Regions from separate parts of the Mus musculus genome. Here regions 2 and 3 are each linked to region 1. Evidence: chromatin contacts called from public HiChIP or PLAC-seq and promoter capture Hi-C data. All regions are on one chromosome and are shown on one strand. Each heading gives the region's core, a stretch centred on a gene start, on an enhancer-like site or on the middle of the called end of the contact. The rest is flanking DNA. Distances are from core to core; before and after follow the strand shown.

Region 1 (3,285 bases), core at 353-2,852:
GGCAGGAATTGAGAGAAGCACAAATTATGATCTGTCAAAATTCAGGATACAGTAAAAGAAACATATAATACAAGCAGAAATCAATGAATTGTTCAGATATGACATGGATTTATCAGTGAAAGGGATATTAAAGTAATAATAATAATAATTCATTTTATATTCATCAAATTATCAAAAAAGAGAACATCTGCCAATACTAGATGGCTATATGTGGTGAGGAATGGAGGCTTCTACATGGATGGGGCAGGTGTATTGGTGCAAATACCCTGGAGACAACAATTTGTCAGTATCTAGGGATTATAAAAATATGCTTTTTATATCACCCTATACATTTATATTATGGAGAAACTCTCCAAACTCTAAAGTTGCATCCAGCAAATAGAACCAATAAATGGAAGCTACTGATACCTCAAAATACCAAATGAGAAACAAACCAAAATCAAAGTAGAGTGATATATGTCTATAGCCACCTCAAGTAGCAAGAAGTTGAGCCTTATAAATATAAAAATCCATAAATTTGAATGATGAAACATATCAGTTACTGAAACATGGATATGAAGTAAATGTATTTTTTTAAGACAGGAAGCATATACAACAGCTTCAATATTGAGGGTGATATTAAATGAAGAAGTAAAGAATTTAGTTTTGAAGAATATGCATGCTAGCTTCTGTGATGTTCATTGGTTATGAAACAAGTAAGGGAAAATACTGATACTGAGAACATTTGATGTTTGTAAATAGGCATTTGCTACATTTTCTATGCAATTTCCCGGTACTTTGTGAAACTCTTTATTCAATAAAAACATGGTCAAACTATAAGTAAAATTTTAAGTGGAGATGGAGGGTGATTCTAGTTTGGAGGAAGTTGGCACAGAAAAGATCAGCCCTGCCACTTAGGTTTCATGGTTTCACAATCTGACTGCAACTTGGATTTGGAATTTCTTCTGTTGATTGTTCTTGGTTGTTCCCAGGAGAAGCTCCAAGAAACTTTTGGGCGCTTTCAGTCATGTTTGCATTTTCAAGACTTGAATTTGGCAAATGAAGAAAGACAAGGAACACAAGGGCCGTGGACGGAGAGGCAGAGCTCAGCCTGTGTGGAAGCATGAGTCAGATTTGATTTAGAATTAGAAGGAAAATAGAAGGTGTTGAAAGCTGAGTGCAATTTTTGTCTTTAGAAAAACATGCCATGGATGAATGGCCAAAGATAAAATGTTTTAGCATGTGCCTCAGTATCTTAGTTCCAGAAAGCTTTGGAATGTCATTTTTCCCTTCCACCAAACCAAACCAAACCAAATCAAACCAAATCAAACCAAACCAAACCAAACCAACCAAACCAAACCAAACCAAACCAAACCAAACCAAACCAAACCAAACCAAACCAAACCAAACCAAATCAACAGGTTTTAATAAAGTTTGTTAAAGAAAGAGCTTGCTTCTAGTTTTTCATATAATAAGTGGTGTAAGTATGCACTAGGAAACAGCTTATTAAAATAAATTTAAATTAAACACTGCTACCATTTTAAAAATGCTGCCTCTGAGAAAGTATTGGGATCCCATGAATACCAGTTCAGCAACAGTGCAGTATCACGTAAAATGAAACTACCAGCAATGTCATTTAAGGTTACCTTCTAAGTTTCATAAGAAGTAAACACCACTCCAAACATGTACTATGGCATTTACAACTTTTTTCTAAACATACTTATGAAATTCCTGTTTTTTCTTCCACTCCTATTCAATAGCCAACCTCCCACTGGTATTTTGGCTATGTTCTAGACTTAAAAGTATTTTATAAAACTCATAAAACAATATAAACCTTAAGTCAGTTTGTAAAGAACACATTTTAATATGAACCTGGTCATTAAAAGAGAATGTTTAATGCTCCCAGGGTTGGCTGCTGTTGTGCAGTATGGTTTGGGAGGTGCTTACCATAAGAGTCATAATTTTAGTTGTTAAGAATTCTGAATTACACAGCATCAGGAATTTGTTGGATTTTCCCTGAACACTTTAGGGGGACTATCAAATCTAGATGGAGATTTTCTTTCCATACTCTGTAAGGTCCCTGGAGAAGAGGAGAGGGTGGGCATGTTAACAGCCTTATGACCTTATTTCTTAATTCTACACACCAAGATGGAAGTTGCATCTCCCAGCTTCAAAATAGTGGGATGAGTGTGTAGACTCTATAGTGGAGGGAGACTATACACATGAGCCCTAGAATTAAAAGCAGATGGCTCTAATAGAAGTACAGCAAAGTCAGTGCTCCTTTGCCCAAAGCCAAGCTGTATAAACTGATAATCACTGTGAGAAAGAATATGTTAATTCTCCAATAAGACTCAGCACTAGAGAATTAATGGGAGCAGAAAGAGGTCTTCAAGTAATCCAAACACACCTTGCACAGTTCTGTAACACAACCTGAGCATTGGATGAGTCCAGATCACAATTACTAAAAAGGTCTGATTGTTAATAATAGTGATGAATCATACTGTTCAAAGGGATTCCATTCACCTTTTGATGGGATGGCCCTTCCTTTATAGCATTTAAATGCACTTCTTGTACTCGTTCTCCATAAGCCCAATTTCATCTTACCTTGTTTCTATCAACTTCTCATATGACACAAATGAGATAAATGAGGGGGATTTTGCCTTGTCATTGAGATGGGTGTACACAGATTGGAAAATCTGTTTGGTTCAACTTATATGAACAATTTCTTGACTACAGGTCATTCAGTGGTTAAAATATCTCCAATAAAATTGCTTTAGCCATATGTATATTTTGCTCATCTCAATTTCAAAAAAATTTAGAAGGACAAGCCAGGAAAACAAACATTTATTGAGCCAGGCACTGAGCTGGGTATTTTCAATAATGACAGAAATAGAAATATAGTGACCATATTATTCTGGGATGTCTAAGATTCCATTTGGCAAGCATTATTTTTAGCATGCAATAAAAATATGAGAGAAATTAGCATTATGTTCATATAACTGACAAAGATTTAACTGTCCATGTTGTCCCTACAAAGTGGATGGAGACAAGTGAATAAATTCATAAAAACTAGGAAGTACAATGTGCAATAACCCAAGATTTGCAGAGTAAAAAATGTAGGAGGATAAATCATAAGAGTTTAGCATCATATCACCCTTTAATACTAAAGAAAAAGTCGATATCACAGTAGTGAGACATAGAAATGAGTCTTTAAGTTCAAAACAAGATTGTTTCTGATAAATGGCTGACTCTTTCAATACCACTAGATATTTGATGATTAAAATCAAGTAAAGAGGATATTTATTT
Region 2 (3,285 bases), core at 266-2,765, 900 kb after region 1:
TAGCAAGATTTTATCGAAAGGACCCAGATGTAGCTGTCTCTTGTGAGACTATGCCGGGGCCTAGCAAACACATAAGTGGATGCCCACAGTCAACTAATGGATGGATCACAGGGCTCCCAATGGAGGAGCTAGAGAAAGTACCCAAGGAGCTAAAGGGATCTCAACCCTATAGGTGGATCAACATTTTGAACTAACCAGTACCCCGGAGCTCTTGACTCTAGCTGCATATGTATCAAAAGATGGCCTAGTCGGCCATCACTGGAAAGAGAGGCCCATTGGACTTGCAAACTTTATATGCCCCAGTACAGGGGAACGCCAGGGCCAAAAAGGGGGAGTGGGCGGGTAGGGGAGTGGGGGTGGGTCGGTATGGGGGACTTTTGGTATAGCATTGGAAATGTAAATGAGCTAAATACCTAATAAAAAATGAAAAAAAAAAAAGAAACACATGGCCAATTTTAAACAGAGCAAAGAGGGCATATGGGAAGGATTGGAGAGGTTAAGGGATGGGGGCATAATACAGTTATGATCTCAAAGAAGTGATTTTTGGTTTTCTGTTTTTTTAATCATAAGAAAAAAGAGCTCCAGTCAATCAATGGCTGCTGAGACAGAGAGAATCCATTTTCTATAGGGAGGACTTTCTGGATAACGCATCTCACACGAAGCAGTCAGTCTTACATGCATGTACTCATGGGCATCACTAAATAAGCTCACTGTGTGTGTGTGTGTGTGCGTGCCTGTGTGTGTGTATGTGTGCGTGTGTGTGAAACAGAGAGGGGGGAGAAGGGAGAGAATTAAAAAAGAAGAGGCCATGAATTTAAAGAGTGGAGAGTGGAGGGTAGATATTAAATAAATATAGTACTAATGTATTCAATTCTCAAGTAACAACAACAACAAAAAAAAAACGCTAAATTAAAAACTCTAAATTTTTATCCTGCATCTGTCATGGATTCACAGGATGTGGTATAATCAGTACAAACTTATCTCACAGAATAAATGGGAATAATGCTAAATCTGTTGATCATTTTGTGAGTTGGAGACAGAATTCTAAGCTCTGTTTTGTCTGTGGCCATCGGGATAGTTACTGCAAGTCATCAAAGAAACTTCTCATCCAATGACCCAGCAAATAGGCACCACTCTGAAAGTGTTATCTCTTTTGCCTTTGCTAAATGAAATTGATTTTTGTCTAAGCATCTATTCCAAAAGTCTACACCTGGGGACCAGCTGTGCTCTTTGTGCACTGAGAGTCTAGGGATGGCTTCGTCAGGACATGCATTCTCACTGACTTTTAACTTTTCTTTTTAGATAAGAGATCCTCATCTTAAAAATGAAACAAAAACAGTGACAGTGAATTAAACAAATGAAAGCATTGAATTACCTGAAATGCTCGTCTGTAGCCGCAGGCTGCTTCACGGTGAAACTCTGGACTTCTGGCCCTGGGGACTCTAGTCTCCTCCCATGGTCCTGTGTCTCCCTCTTACCTGTCTTCCTTTGCTGTCCTGGCCTTTCAAGGCTTTCAGTTCTAATTGGATAGCCTGGGAACGCTGAAGCAAAGTCATGCTCTGATTGGCTCCGCTCGCTGTCATTCATATGCTGGTTCTGCCTTTTCTCAAGTTTACACTCCTCGTTACCTAGGAAATCCCAGTGACTGTGAAAACCCAACAAGCTGTTTGTTCTGGAAGAAATGGTAGGCGGAAGTTCTACTGGCAATTGTTTGGTTTCTAAAACAGCATCAAAACTGGTATCCCACGTTTTAAAAGGAAATGCTTGATAAATTGCCATACTTGCTTCAGGCGGCTCCCTTCTGACTCTACAAGGCTGTCTCCCTGGTGACTTATTGCCAGGTGAATCAGGAAACCACAACCCTTAGGAGCAAGTAGCAGCAATTATAGGCAATGCCCTCGTTTTTTAAATTCTACATTCACACACTAAGAAGATACCTTTCCCCACGGTGTTTTAGCTTCTGTAACTTTACCCTTTGTTCTCTATTAGCTCCACACTTGTTCTTAGCAATATGTTTGCCAGAGCAAAAGCAGGCTTGTTGTTTGCTTTGGGAGTAAATTAAGCCACATTTTCTACCCTGAGTATCTGTAACATCCAACGGCCTACCACACTCCCATCCCCAGGCTCCATCTACCCTGGAGTCATCCAAAAAACTAGGAACAGAACTTTCTAGAAAGGCCTCTGGTCCACTTCCTGTTACACATTTTACTCAGACAAGTGTGGTAGTTGATTTTTAATATCATTCAAATGAACAGTATAATTTCTGAGATTTGACATAAACATCAAATGAGATTTATTCAACATTAATAATCACTTGCCTCAAAACTTCCCTTAGTCTCTTTCCAAGTCTCCTTCCAGTAGGGCATGGTATTTAACAAATTAAGGGAAAGTGCGGACACGGGCAGGGATTCAGTATGCTTCTCACTTCCAGATTCATGCCTCTCTGTCTTGTTTTGGTCCGATTTAGTTTAAGGAGGGCTGTGTAATCATTGGATTGGAACCATCCATTGGAGCCTGGTGAGGTCACCAGTGGATATATGGCTGAAGACAATCGTTCTCCTCTCCCAGGATGTATCATCAGCAAATAGTTTGGCCCTGAGCAGAAGAAAGGATGGGTCTAGAAGTTGGATGTGATTAGGGTGGAGTGAAGTCAGGTAGACAGAAGGGTCTGGACTAGAGTGCAGGAAATGGGTTCTTCCAATCACAGTTTCCCAAGGCATCATAGCTCCTCATGGGAAATCCTATTTAGAGATTAGAATATGGTGCCTAGGCCCACTCCTTGCTAATAAAAGACTGCTGGGTTTGTTTGTTTGTTTGGGATGTGTGTGTGTGTGTGTGTGTGTATTTGGTCAGATCTAGAGAATAAACAGGTTAACTGTGATTATAAAAATCACTTCTCTGTACCTCTGTGTTGAGCTCTTCCTATCTTTATCAAATAAAATTATGAATTCTTGATCAGCTCTTAAGCCCATACAGTAATGCTACTGCTCTTTTCAAACCACATTTCTGATTCTCTTTTTAGTAGCTATGAAACCTCTCAACATTTCCAAATTATTTACTCATTTTCTCAATCCTATGCCAAGTTAATACATTCTCAAATGATAATCTGCACCACTATGAAATACAGATAATGCATTGCAAGGTCATTTGTAATATATTTCTCTTCCATCTGAAAATCTAAAAACTAAATAAAAATCTCTCAACTGTCATGATAGATTTTCATTTTTATGTTTTTCATGGTTATAAAAATGCTGAAGAGAAGTACGATCTTTTCCATATATGTTT
Region 3 (3,285 bases), core at 230-2,729, 810 kb after region 1:
CAAATGCAGTGACCCACAGCCAAACGTTAAGTGGAACTTGGGGAATCCTATGGAAGAGAGTGAGGATGGATTGAAGATGCCCAGAGGGGTCATGGTCACATTGAGAAATACTACGGAATCAACTAACCTGGGCACATAGGTTTTCATATAGACTAAACTTTCAACCAGAAATCATGCACAAGACAAGCCTAGACCCTCTGCACATATGTAACAGTTGTGCAGCTGGGTCTTCATGTGGGACTCCTAAAACCGAAGCCAGGGCTGTCTCTGACTACATTGCCTGCCTTTGGAAGCCTTTCTGCTAACTGGGCTGCCTTTTCTAGTCTCGAGAGAAGAAGATGTGCCTAGTCTTACTGCAGCTTGATATGTCAAGGCTGGTTGATATCCAAGGGAGGCCTCCCCTTTTCTGTGGAGAAATGGAAGAATGTTAGAGAAGGTTGGAGGGAAGGGAGAAAGAGGGATTGGGAGCAAAGGATGGGGGGGGGGGCGCTGCAGTCAGAATTTAGGATAAATAAATAACTTAATCAATTCTTAAAATGATTTAAGAAAAGGATCCACAGAACCTACTTAGTTCAGCTCTTGTGCTCATGAGTGTATAACTGCCCACTAGAGCTTGAGCAACCTACCATGGGACACACTTTTAAAGAAAACTAACTCTTAATCGCCTGGTATTTGTCAACCTGCCAGGAGGGCCTCAGCTAGGGATGTGGCCTCTTGAACACCTGCTCTGTCCATATTGGAATGTGGATTGGTGTGATCTCATGCCAGTCTTGTGTCACAACCATAGCTTCTGTGAAATTATGAACACAAAGATCCTATTATTTTTATAATAGATAATTTCACTGTATTTCTCTTTGGCTCCTGCCTCTTCTGATCTTTCCTTCTCTCCTCCATGGTGTTCCCTGAGTTCTTGAGGGGAGTGTTTCATGGCTGGTACTATAAATCTGACCACGAACCCGTGCCAGGGAGGTCTTAGAGCATAGGGGAAAACACAGGACTATTGTTTGTTTAAAAGACAGAGTATCAAACTGTCTTCTAGACATTTGTCCTTATACCCATAGAATAGTGCAGCCTTGCCTCTCATTAGAGAAGCTCTTTTCTCACTTCTCTCTCAGAGAGCAGAGAACTGGGCGTGACCATTGAGGGTTCAGCCCTAAGTGGGACAACTCTATCCTAGCATCATTATTCCTAAAACAAGAGCATCCCCAACCAACTGAGGAGCATCGTAAGTGTGGATTTTGGCCTTGTGATCCTGTTACATTGGACCCTGAGATCATCTGAAGCATCACTTGAAGTCTACCACCTTGCTCAAAAGTAAGCAGTTAAGTTCAGGAGCTTCAGGGAATACCAAGATGCAGGAAAAAAAAAAGTCACACTCTACCTCTCCGTTTTCTCTACCTCTGCTTACAGCAGCAATCCTTTTGCTCAGACTTCCTGTTTCTGGCACTTGCCTTCTTCTGTGATGTTCATAGTTCCCTGTCTGTGGTTTAGCAGGCACAGAGCTGGTTTGGGTCTCCCTCTCTCTCATTCACTTGCACATACAAGCGTGCTTCTTCTCTATTCTTTCTCTCTCTCTCTCTCTCTCTCTCTCTCTCTCTCTCTCTCTCTCAGAATGATGGCTCTGGGTAGAGCTTTCGCTATAGTTTTCTGCTTAATTCAAGCTGTTTCTGGAGAAAGTGGAAATGCCCAGGATGGTGAGTCATTTCTAACTCCTTTTTTAAAGGATTTCAGATTACCTGTAGCATATATGATCAAGTTACACAGTTCTCTAACAGGGCAAGCAAGAATTTAGCACTAATTAGGTTGTTTTGTGGGTATTAATCACCAGGACAGAGGGAATGATGACAATACTGCAAATGGCTTGTAACTCTCAAGAACTGTCAAGAAGCATTGAGTTTCATTCAAATTCTGGCTCATAAATGTGGATGTATGCTGGTAATTTCAAAAAAGAAACCTCATATCAGTTCTTTGTTGGAGCTTTTTGGATGATCGCTTCCAAAACTGTATTAGACTGAAAAATCAAGCCATTGTTGTTTTGACTGTTTATGGAGTTCTAAAACCCTAGATACCCATGATAAATTAATGGCCAGAAACGAGAGGTTTGTGTATTCACCAAAACTGTATTTCTAGTGTCTAGAGTTTAGAAGTTACTCTATAATGTATTTCTTCAACATACTTTAGCTTTGGCAGATTCATGTTAGATTGCTGATGAATAATTCAGTAGTATGCTAAGGAAGGTGTCTTCTTTGAAATACACAGGGTTGCTTTTATATTCAGAGAATCCATTATATGGTCATCATAATTCTCCTCAGAATCCATAAAATACTTAGACCTTGACTTCTTAAAAATAGGCATTTTAATTACAGGACTGTACTCAAACGTCTCTGGCAGACACAGCAGCTACATGGAATGTGAATCTCCAATTTGTTTCTACAAATTAATTAAACTGTTTTCATACACACACACACACACACACACACACACACCATTAAAAGGGGAATGTGTGTGTGTGTGTCTTTGTGTATGTGCGTGTGTGTGTGTGTGTGTGTGTGTGTGTGTGTGCATCCTGCCTCTGGTTCCTGAGTGCTAGGATTAAAGGCAGACACCACCATGGCTGGCCTATATGTGCATTCCTAAACTGGGTGCAGTAGTACATCCCTGTAGTCCTGAAGCCTAAGAGGCTGAGACAGAAAAATCATCTTTGTTCCAGACCAGTTAAAGCTACATTGCATAAGCTTGTATCAAATACATCTGTATTTTCTTTATGCACAGTATCAATACACATCAGCCTAGCTCTGTAGTTTAGCTCTTCAGTCAAATGCCTTTAGTTGTGCATCCTAAGCTTAGATATTTGTGTGACTTTACTTTGTAATCAGCAAGGATGGAAAACCCTTGCATGTTCTTATGAAGAGAATCATCAGAGGAGTCACACTCTTCAGCATGACGGAGCATGAGTCACTTGGTGAGGGAGAGTCATTATCTCATGTTAAATGTGTGCAAATAGCTGGCAGGAAGCACGAGAACCATGCTGCTGTTTGGTACAATCCTTTGCCCCTATGCTTCCCTCTTGGCCATGCTATTTCTTACAAAAAAAAAAAAAAAGTAAAAATTCTTGCTGTTAAACAGGATTTTCACTTCACCTTTTTAAATTTTGAAATGTTTTTAGATTGATGATCATAACCACCCATATGCGTCACATAGGCATGTCACGATACCTCCCACTTTGTGCTGGCAGCAATCTACTAGTCAATTTTCTAGTAACTAAAGGATAGTCAAATCAAGCAA

Evidence for each region. Promoter capture Hi-C pulls out the DNA fragments that hold promoters and counts their contacts. HiChIP or PLAC-seq counts read pairs in DNA pulled down with a chosen protein or histone mark.
Region 2: a promoter capture Hi-C map of embryonic stem cells shows a contact between it and region 1, with 11 times the contacts expected there. The contact joins the promoter of Capsl here to the enhancer-like site in region 1. A contact is called at or near these places in 6 of 39 promoter capture datasets (the C10 cell line, cranial neural crest, embryonic stem cells and 1 more), 1 of 484 Hi-C or Micro-C datasets (bone marrow-derived macrophages), 1 of 115 datasets of contacts at active chromatin or transcription factors (large pre-B cells) and 2 of 9 other capture datasets (adipose tissue and macrophages).
Region 3: a contact with region 1 is called in an H3K27ac HiChIP or PLAC-seq map of large pre-B cells, with 5 times the contacts expected there. The contact joins the promoter of Il7r here to the enhancer-like site in region 1. A contact is called at or near these places in 6 of 39 promoter capture datasets (the C10 cell line, cranial neural crest, embryonic stem cells and 2 more), 1 of 115 datasets of contacts at active chromatin or transcription factors (large pre-B cells) and 1 of 9 other capture datasets (adipose tissue).

What each region holds. Positions count from the first base shown.
Region 1 is chr15:10,336,533-10,339,817 of GRCm38.p6, reverse strand. It overlaps Prlr (prolactin receptor), which reads right to left. Exons shown (of 10, transcript NM_011169.5): 10 at 2,798-3,285. Among named protein-coding and RNA genes, the nearest start is that of Gm41269, 20 kb to the left of the region's middle. Within about 2 kb of position 1,602, at least 6 of the 459 cell types and tissues checked have an H3K27ac peak or open chromatin away from gene starts, as enhancers often do.
Region 2 is chr15:9,434,258-9,437,542 of GRCm38.p6, reverse strand. It overlaps Capsl (calcyphosine-like), which reads right to left and starts at 1,515. Exons shown (of 5, transcript NM_029341.1): 1 at 1,376-1,515.
Region 3 is chr15:9,528,070-9,531,354 of GRCm38.p6, reverse strand. Il7r (interleukin 7 receptor) reads left to right here and starts at 1,479. Exons shown (of 8, transcript NM_008372.4): 1 at 1,479-1,694. The coding sequence starts at 1,613.